Regions from separate parts of the Triticum aestivum genome. Here region 1 is linked to region 2. A link is a contact called in public Hi-C data. All regions are on one chromosome and are shown on one strand. The core of a region is the stretch at or near the end of the contact, and the rest is flanking DNA. Distances in the headings are between cores, read along the strand shown. Region 1 holds the start of LOC123080288 (AP2-like ethylene-responsive transcription factor CRL5). Region 2 holds the start of LOC123141088 (kinesin-like protein KIN-14O).

Region 1 (3,640 bases), core at 834-3,333, 420 kb before region 2:
CTCCACTATTTTTGGTCCATCAATGTTTTTCGTCAGTCTTTTGTTTTTTGTCCGTCGCTGTTTTACGTTAAAAAAAGTGCTACCAGGCGGAGTCGAACCCTGGTCACTTATATCAGGGCACAACGCAACAACCAGTCCACCATACACAATGTTCCTTCAGAACGTTGAGGAATAGCTTCTCATATATGCTCCACGGGCGTGCGCCCTATTGAGCCGGCCCATTAGCGGGGAGGGGCTTCCCTTTTCCTTATTTCGTTTTTTCTTTCTAGTTTCCTTTTTTAAAATAATTTGGGATTTTATAAAGTTCCAAATTTCAAAAGAAAATGAGAATATTGAAAAATATTTTAGAAACCGTGCACCCTATTAGGATGGCCCATGAGCAGGGAGGGACGCCGGTATTTTCTTATTTTCTTTTTTCTTTTTTCTTATTTAATTATTTTGGGATTTCAAAAAAGTTCCAAATTAAAAAATGTGAATTTTGAAAAATGTTTCAGAAGTAGTAAAATATTTATGAATTAAAAAAATATCTGTGAATTCAAAACATGTTCATTAATTTTTATAAGAATGTTCACAAAAAATAAAAAATGACCGTGAATTTAAAAAAAATCATCGATTGCAGAAATGTTCGCTGCATGCATTAAAAATAATGTTCGTCAAACAAAAAATGTTCATTAATTTCAAAAAATCACCAATTCCAAAAATGTGTGCCTTTGAAAAAAATACGTTTCTATCTCTCCCCTACGTCAGCCAAGATGGGCCTATTCCGAAACATTTTTTTCTTTCTTCTCCTTTGATTGTGGCATGGAAGTGAGAACGAAACTATGAAGCCACAAACTGAACTGTGATCATTTTGCAAAGACGGTATGATTGAATGCATAATTCTTTTTCATCTTAGAAATAATTGTCGTGGATCATAAATTAAATAATGATTTATATTTTAGTCTATGCTAGGGAAGTTAAAATTTTCTCCCGTTGCAACGCACGGGCATTTTTGCTAGTAGACTTGTAAAATATGTTTTTCTAGTCATCTAACTTGTTCTCTCGTTCATATACAATGCTTTCTGTTGTATTCAGCCATATCCCATGCAGACATGGCATGCCAAGTTGCGGGGGGGCACTTTCAGTGTCTAAGAGCATCTCCAACAGGCGCCCAACGCGCCGCGCTATAAAAACAGATTTGGCGCGCGCCCATCGCCTGGTTTGGCGCGGCGCGCAGCGTTTGCTCCAGCAGCCGCGTTGAAAAGCCGCGCGCGCGCAGCTCGCGCAGGCGCAGTAAAATGCAGCGCCTGCGCTCATTCTATAATATTTTTTTAATTAAAATTGCATAGATAAAAAAAGCGATACATAGATATTTTACATCGATGCAACTACTACGGCATAGATGATAGATAGTTCAACATACATAGATAGATAGATAGAAATTACTACGGCATACATAGATAGAAAACTACGCTAAGTCGCTGCCATCACCATCGTCATCCTCGTCGGTGTCGTCCGAGGTTGAGAGCCAGACGTCGTCCCAACGTTCATCGTCCGAGGTGAAGAACGACCTCCCACCTGCGGAGACGATGTCGCACTGCTCGTTCGCCACTGCCTTCCGCTGACGCCGGTCCGCCCGCTCCGAGTGGCGCCTTGCCGTCCTCTCCGCCCAGTAGGCATGCTCGGCGTCGACGTCCTCTGGGTGGCGACGGCGCCACTCTGCCATGGCTCGCTCGTCCTCCTCGGCGACGAGGAGACGGCGCTGCCGCCGAGCGTGGTCGGCACGGTCCATGTCCGTGATCAGCCGCGGCGGAGGGGCGAGGCGCTGCGCCTCCTCGCGCGTGAAGACGTCCCGGAAATTCATCTGGGATCGGGGCCTGTCCAAGCGCCACGCCGCAGCGTCGTACGCGCGGGCCGCCTCGCGCGCGCTCCGGAACGTCCCGAGGCCGAGCCGGACGTCGCCGGCCCGTATCTCGGCGGAGTACCAGCCGTTGGGGCGCTCGCGGACGCCGCGAAAGCCCGAAGCACCCCGGCGGCGCGGCGGCATGGTGGCGCGGTGGTGGCGCAGAAAGCGGCGACGCGGCGAAGCGGTGGAGTGCGAAGCGGCGAGATTGCGAGGAGAAGGGCGCGTGGCGAAGCGCGGGACTTTATAGGCGCGCGCGAAGCGGCGCGCCAAATCTAGCGCGCCGCGTGCCGCTTTGTACCGCGCGTGCGCAAACGCTTCCTGCGCGCGCTAACTTCCCTCTACCGCTGGAGCGCTCGGAACCAACCGGCGCGCGCGAAAAATTGATTTTACCGCGTGGGCGCGCGTTTTGCCGCGCCTGTTGGAGATGCTCTAAGGCTGTGGGTAATCCATGAGCACTTTTTTTTCTTTTCAAAAAGCACCCTTATATTTTATATTTTATTTACACAAAAAATCCTCAAATAAAATTGAAAACGCCGGTGCAGGGGATGGGATTCGAACTCACGACCTGCTGCGATTAGCAGCGCATGCATAACCACTCCCAACTGACATTTGACAATTAGATATCACAGTTAGCTTTATATAACATGGACAGTACTAATTAAAGTGGAAATAAAAACGAAAAAAGGTGTGCAAAAATTGTATAGCCGTGTGTGTAACTAAAGAGATATACACATATCTTTTGTATTCTTCTTTGTTTTTTCCTATGTAAGTAAACAACTTATATTTCTTGATACACTTTTCCGAAAAATTGAATAAAATTTTGTTTGAATTAAAATAATTTGAAATTTGAAAATCTACACAAAAGGATATATATTCCAGGATGAATGTATGTATGTAATTATTTTGAAAAAATCACCTAAATTTTTGTTTGAATTCTAATAGTTTTAACTGAAAAAATCCAGTGCATTATGAATGCACGTAAAATCTTTGGAAAATCGACGAAAATTTTGCTTGAATTTGGATAATTAAATTTTGAAAACCTAGATAAGAGGAAATATAGTCAGATCGAATGTAATGTTTTTTAGATGGTTTTGAAAATCAACTTAATTTTTGTTTCAAAATTAATAATTTAAACTTAAAAATCTTGTACAGACTGAATGAACATAAATTCTTGTGGACAAATCAATGAAAATTTTGTTTTAATTTAAATAATTTTAAACTTGAAAATCTAGATAAAATAAAAATATAAGTCAGAATGAATGTACTTATTTTTTTTGGGAAAATCAAATTTGTTTCTTGAATTTGAATAATTTTAAATTAAAAATGTAGATAAAAGAAGATATACTGCAGAATAAATGTACATAAATTTCTTTTGGAGAAATCAGTGAAAAATTGTTTGAATTTGAATAATTTTGAAAAATCTATATAAAGAAAATATAGTTCGACCGTTTTGTCCGTAAGAAATTTAAAATTTAAATAATTTGAAGTTTGAAGAAAATAGACTGCTCAATCAGAATGATCCCACTCTCCCTTGATAATATGCATATGTCCTGGTGAATTTCTATTGACAGTGTAGTTTATTTAAATAGAACAAGATAAATAGCAACATACACACAAACATTTATATTCCTCACATGAACATTTTCTTGAAATGTGTGAACATTTAAAAAATGCAACTTACATTTTTTTAATTACACAAATATCTTTAACAATGTTTAAGCAGTTTTTAAATGTCACATACTTTTTAGGAAGTGT
Region 2 (3,855 bases), core at 1,076-3,575:
TTTTTTCTCTTGGATGTATTATGTCGCGCGTTAAGAAAAAGAAAGAAAGAATGTTTATAGCACGTGATAAGAAAAAAAACTCGCTTTATTTCTGATGGGCCGGCCCAGTCGAGTCCGCAGCCAACAATCTGAATCATTTTTTAAAAAACATTATTTACGAAATAATTTATGAAAATTCCGAAAATATTATTCAGAAAATGCGACACAATTCTGAAGATCCGGAAAAATTAATAGCATGTGAATAACTGTTGTAATTCTGAACATTTTTTGACAAATATGATTTTTTGTAAATCGCGAACAGTTTTTTAAAATGCGAACAGAATTTCAGAATTCCAAATAATTTTTAAATAATACAAAATGAGTTGAATTCGTGCTAAAAATATAAAACATGAACTTTTTTAACTTCTGAACAATTTTAGAAACGTGCAAACATGTTTTAACCTTCACGAATTCTTCTTGTGTTATAGTGGGCTGGCCCAAATTCTTGTTTCTGAGAGTAGCTGGTTATCCCAGCCGGGATTGTACTCCCTCCGTTTCTTTTTAGTCTGTATATAAGATTTGGTCAAAGTCAAACTTTGTTAACTTTGACCAAGTTTACAAAGAAAAATACCAAGATTCACAATATGAAACCAATATTGTTAGATGCATTATGAAATTAATTTTCATACCATATAACTTTAGTATTGTAGATGTTTATATTTTTTCCTACAAAGCTGGTCAAACTTACAAAGTTTGACTTTGACCAAATCTTATATGCAGACTAAAAAAAACGGAGGGAGTAATATTCCTGGTGTGTCAAACAGGTCTAGGGTCTAAAATAGACCGGGATTACAAGTTCAGAGTGCCAATTTCCGGAATTCAAAGTTTAGGGTTTGATTTAGCTTTTGGTTACAACTTTAAGGTTTATTTTGAACTTTTTCCTAAAAAATGAGTACGCCCTGGAATTCTTTGACTCCACACGCGTTACGCTGCTTAGAGAAACTACCCATTCACGCGCGTCAATTTTCCAGGAGCAGTAAAAAAAAGTTCAAAAAAACCCAGGAAAAAGAATCCCTTACGGGCCTAGTATCTAGTTATATTATATGCACTTGGTATCCGATGCATTTGGAAGTTGAGAACATGGGATGACAAAGATCAGTTGAAACTTCGGCATCACCTGTCCTTTTCCTAATAATATATTATTGGTCTGTCTAGCTAGATCAGTTGAAACCTTGGACCTATTTGGCTTTAGGAGCAGGCATGACCTGTATTTTATTGGAGAGATGTAGTTGGCATCCACTATCGTACAAACCACATCCCATTTCTTACACAGGAGATGCAATCTAAATCTTCACCCTTTTTAATTAGTAGCAAGCAGATTGTTAGGTGAGCAATAGCGGTTAGGCGGCAAACACGGCAGCGATACAAATTAAAAATATTTTTGTAGAAGAGGATTCCCATCAAAGGATAATTCTCGTTCAGGAGAAGAGTACAAGGTGGTTAAGAGAGTTGTACCTCTGAATCTTATTGCAAGAATCCAAGAAGCCGTGAATAAGATTTCTTCATATCCAACATTGGATCAGTACCCTGCATGACATGACATTCTTGCTCCTTAATGTGTATTTTGTTCTTGAGATGGAGACTTGTTGGTTGTTGCTATGCAAACTGTGCTCCATTTAGGACTTCTCCAATTACAAAATAAAATAGCTTTTCAAGTGTCATAGGTACGGAAAAGGGCTTATCAGATGTCATAGGATGTCGTTATTGCTTGCTGCTAGTACTAACACAAAATAAGGGCCCGTTTGGAACACAAGAATTTCATAAACTTCTAACCAGTCAAATCCCCCCAAAAAAGTATAGTGTTTCAAACAGTCTAAACAAATCTGAACCTTGTTTGGTCTATCTGTCTGTGGGCCATTTCTTACTCATTTCAGCAGAGAACTACAAATCTGCATGGAGGAAGAACTCTGCAGCGGCCAGTAGAATCCTCATGGGTAAAGGAAGCCTTTACTGAATTTTGGAACTATTTGCACTCCTGCAGTCAACGGAACACAGAACTAGATAGTTTACTTTATCTTGGCAGCCCGCCCAGATTTTCTGTGTCATTGCCCTGAGTCCCACCGCGCCGCGCGCCATCCTATCAACCCAAAGGCAAGAATCTACCAGCAAACCCATTAACTGCTGTCAGCAACAAAATTTAACAGAAAGACATCTTCATAAAAAGCAGAGTTACCAACACTTAAATAGATGTCCAGCAGACAACACAGCAAATGCCTTCAAAAGCTGGCACCACAGACGATCCGGTCCGGTCACCGGCTCTCCTCCCCGATTGGTTTTCCAGCGAGTGGTGCGGGGGCTGTTTGATCACACCATTTCATCCCCTGGATTTTCTAAATCCAGGCCTCTCCACGCCACCTAACTGTCTCTTGCCTGGACTACACATGCAGCAGTAGCAGACTTGGAGTGCTCCTCTCTCTCATCCCCAAACAACAGTTGCATCTTGCACAACTGTTTATTGATGGGTTTCTTCCTCTGATACATCATTCCCTTGGGTGATCTTGGAAAGAAAGAAGCCCCTTTTTTTCAGGCTTTCCCTTTCCAGTGTGGTGCGAAGCGCTTTCCGGCGTATAGCTTACCTTTGCTTGTGTGCTGTTCCTGAGTGGAATAAAGCCAGAGCGTGCATTCTTGTGGCTTGGGATAGGGTAGGATTCTTCCTTCTTCCACAGCCATGTGCTGGATGCAGCTTTGAGCTTTGGTAATTGCTTCTAGGCTCTAGCCACCCCCAGTCCCAGCTTTAGCCATCAAGATCCAGCACCAAAAAGCCTTGAGCTGCATTGTAGTGAGGGGTTGTCTTGTCCCCTAGCTTGGCTCGCTCTTTATTCCTCATATTATCTGTCCTTACTCTGCCTCCAGATCAAAGATCAAGAACACAACTCCCTGTTTCCCGAGGAGAAAAGGAATCAGGGACAGGAGGCTCAAGCAGCAGCAGACTCTCCTCAAGGTACTAGTGCTAAATTACGCTGGATTGGTGATCTTTCTTGTGTTCTTTTTGTTCTGAAGAAGCTATTTGGGAGAAGCTCCTATATTAATTGGGTCCAAGAGGGGCTACAGATGCAACAATCATAAGGTATTGGAGAAATCATGTACTTAATGTTATTTAGCTGGGTAGATTCCATTTGAAGTACACATATTGAATTATTGATGTCCTCCTGCCTGCGTAGGGCCAATCATTGCAAAGGCGTTTGGAATATATTCCCTCTGCTCTTGTCATTCTTTGCTTGTAATGAGTTCTTTCATATTCCTTCACAAAGATAGTGCTGATACTCTGGTTTCTTCTCTCAGTATGAAGCAGATGAAGCTTCTCTGAGGAAGGAAGGAAGGAAGAAGAAGAAGCTCTTGATTTCTTTGCATGGAGAAGGAGGCCATGGGGGGGCATGTAAATATAATGCTGCCACTGGAGAACCTGAGCTCGGATCTCCCCAACGGTGGAGTCGTACTTGGCCATGACAAGGAAATCTCAACTCTGCATGGTTGAGACCACCACTCTCCTCTCCTGTTTATTCAGTTCATTCATGTGATGATTCACCGGCTAAATAACTCGTTCGGCTCGGTGGTGTTTCAGAAGAGATTTCTGCTCTGAGATCGAGGCAGAGGCATCTCAACCGGAGGAGACGTGAGGCGCTGGACAAGCTCATAGACCTGAAAGGTACCGCCTTTGATCCTAGAACTAGATAGCAGCAGCATAGATTTAGAGTTAGTATTCCTTGAGACTCTAAGAAGCTGAATTTGGATAAAATTCAGGAAGCATCAGGGTGTTCTGCCGAGTCCGGCCGTCGATCTCAACCAGCAACATCAAGATCAAATCACCAGTTACTG

What was found. Hi-C and Micro-C count contacts between places; a contact is called where the count stands out from the background.
Region 1: a contact with region 2 is called in a Hi-C map of leaf, with 2.5 times the contacts expected there. The contact joins the promoter of LOC123080288 here to the promoter of LOC123141088 in region 2. A contact is called at or near these places in 2 of 5 Hi-C or Micro-C datasets (both in leaf).

Annotation. Positions count from the first base shown.
Region 1 is chr1B:596,473,745-596,477,384 of IWGSC CS RefSeq v2.1, reverse strand. It overlaps LOC123080288 (AP2-like ethylene-responsive transcription factor CRL5), which reads right to left and starts at 2,083. Exons shown (of 1, transcript XM_044503204.1): 1 at 1,448-2,083. The coding sequence starts at 2,026. The coding sequence ends at 1,448.
Region 2 is chr1B:596,053,813-596,057,667 of IWGSC CS RefSeq v2.1, reverse strand. It overlaps LOC123141088 (kinesin-like protein KIN-14O), which reads left to right and starts at 2,325. Exons shown (of 11, transcript XM_044560351.1): 1 at 2,325-3,106; 2 at 3,322-3,509; 3 at 3,602-3,685; 4 at 3,781-3,855. The coding sequence starts at 3,389.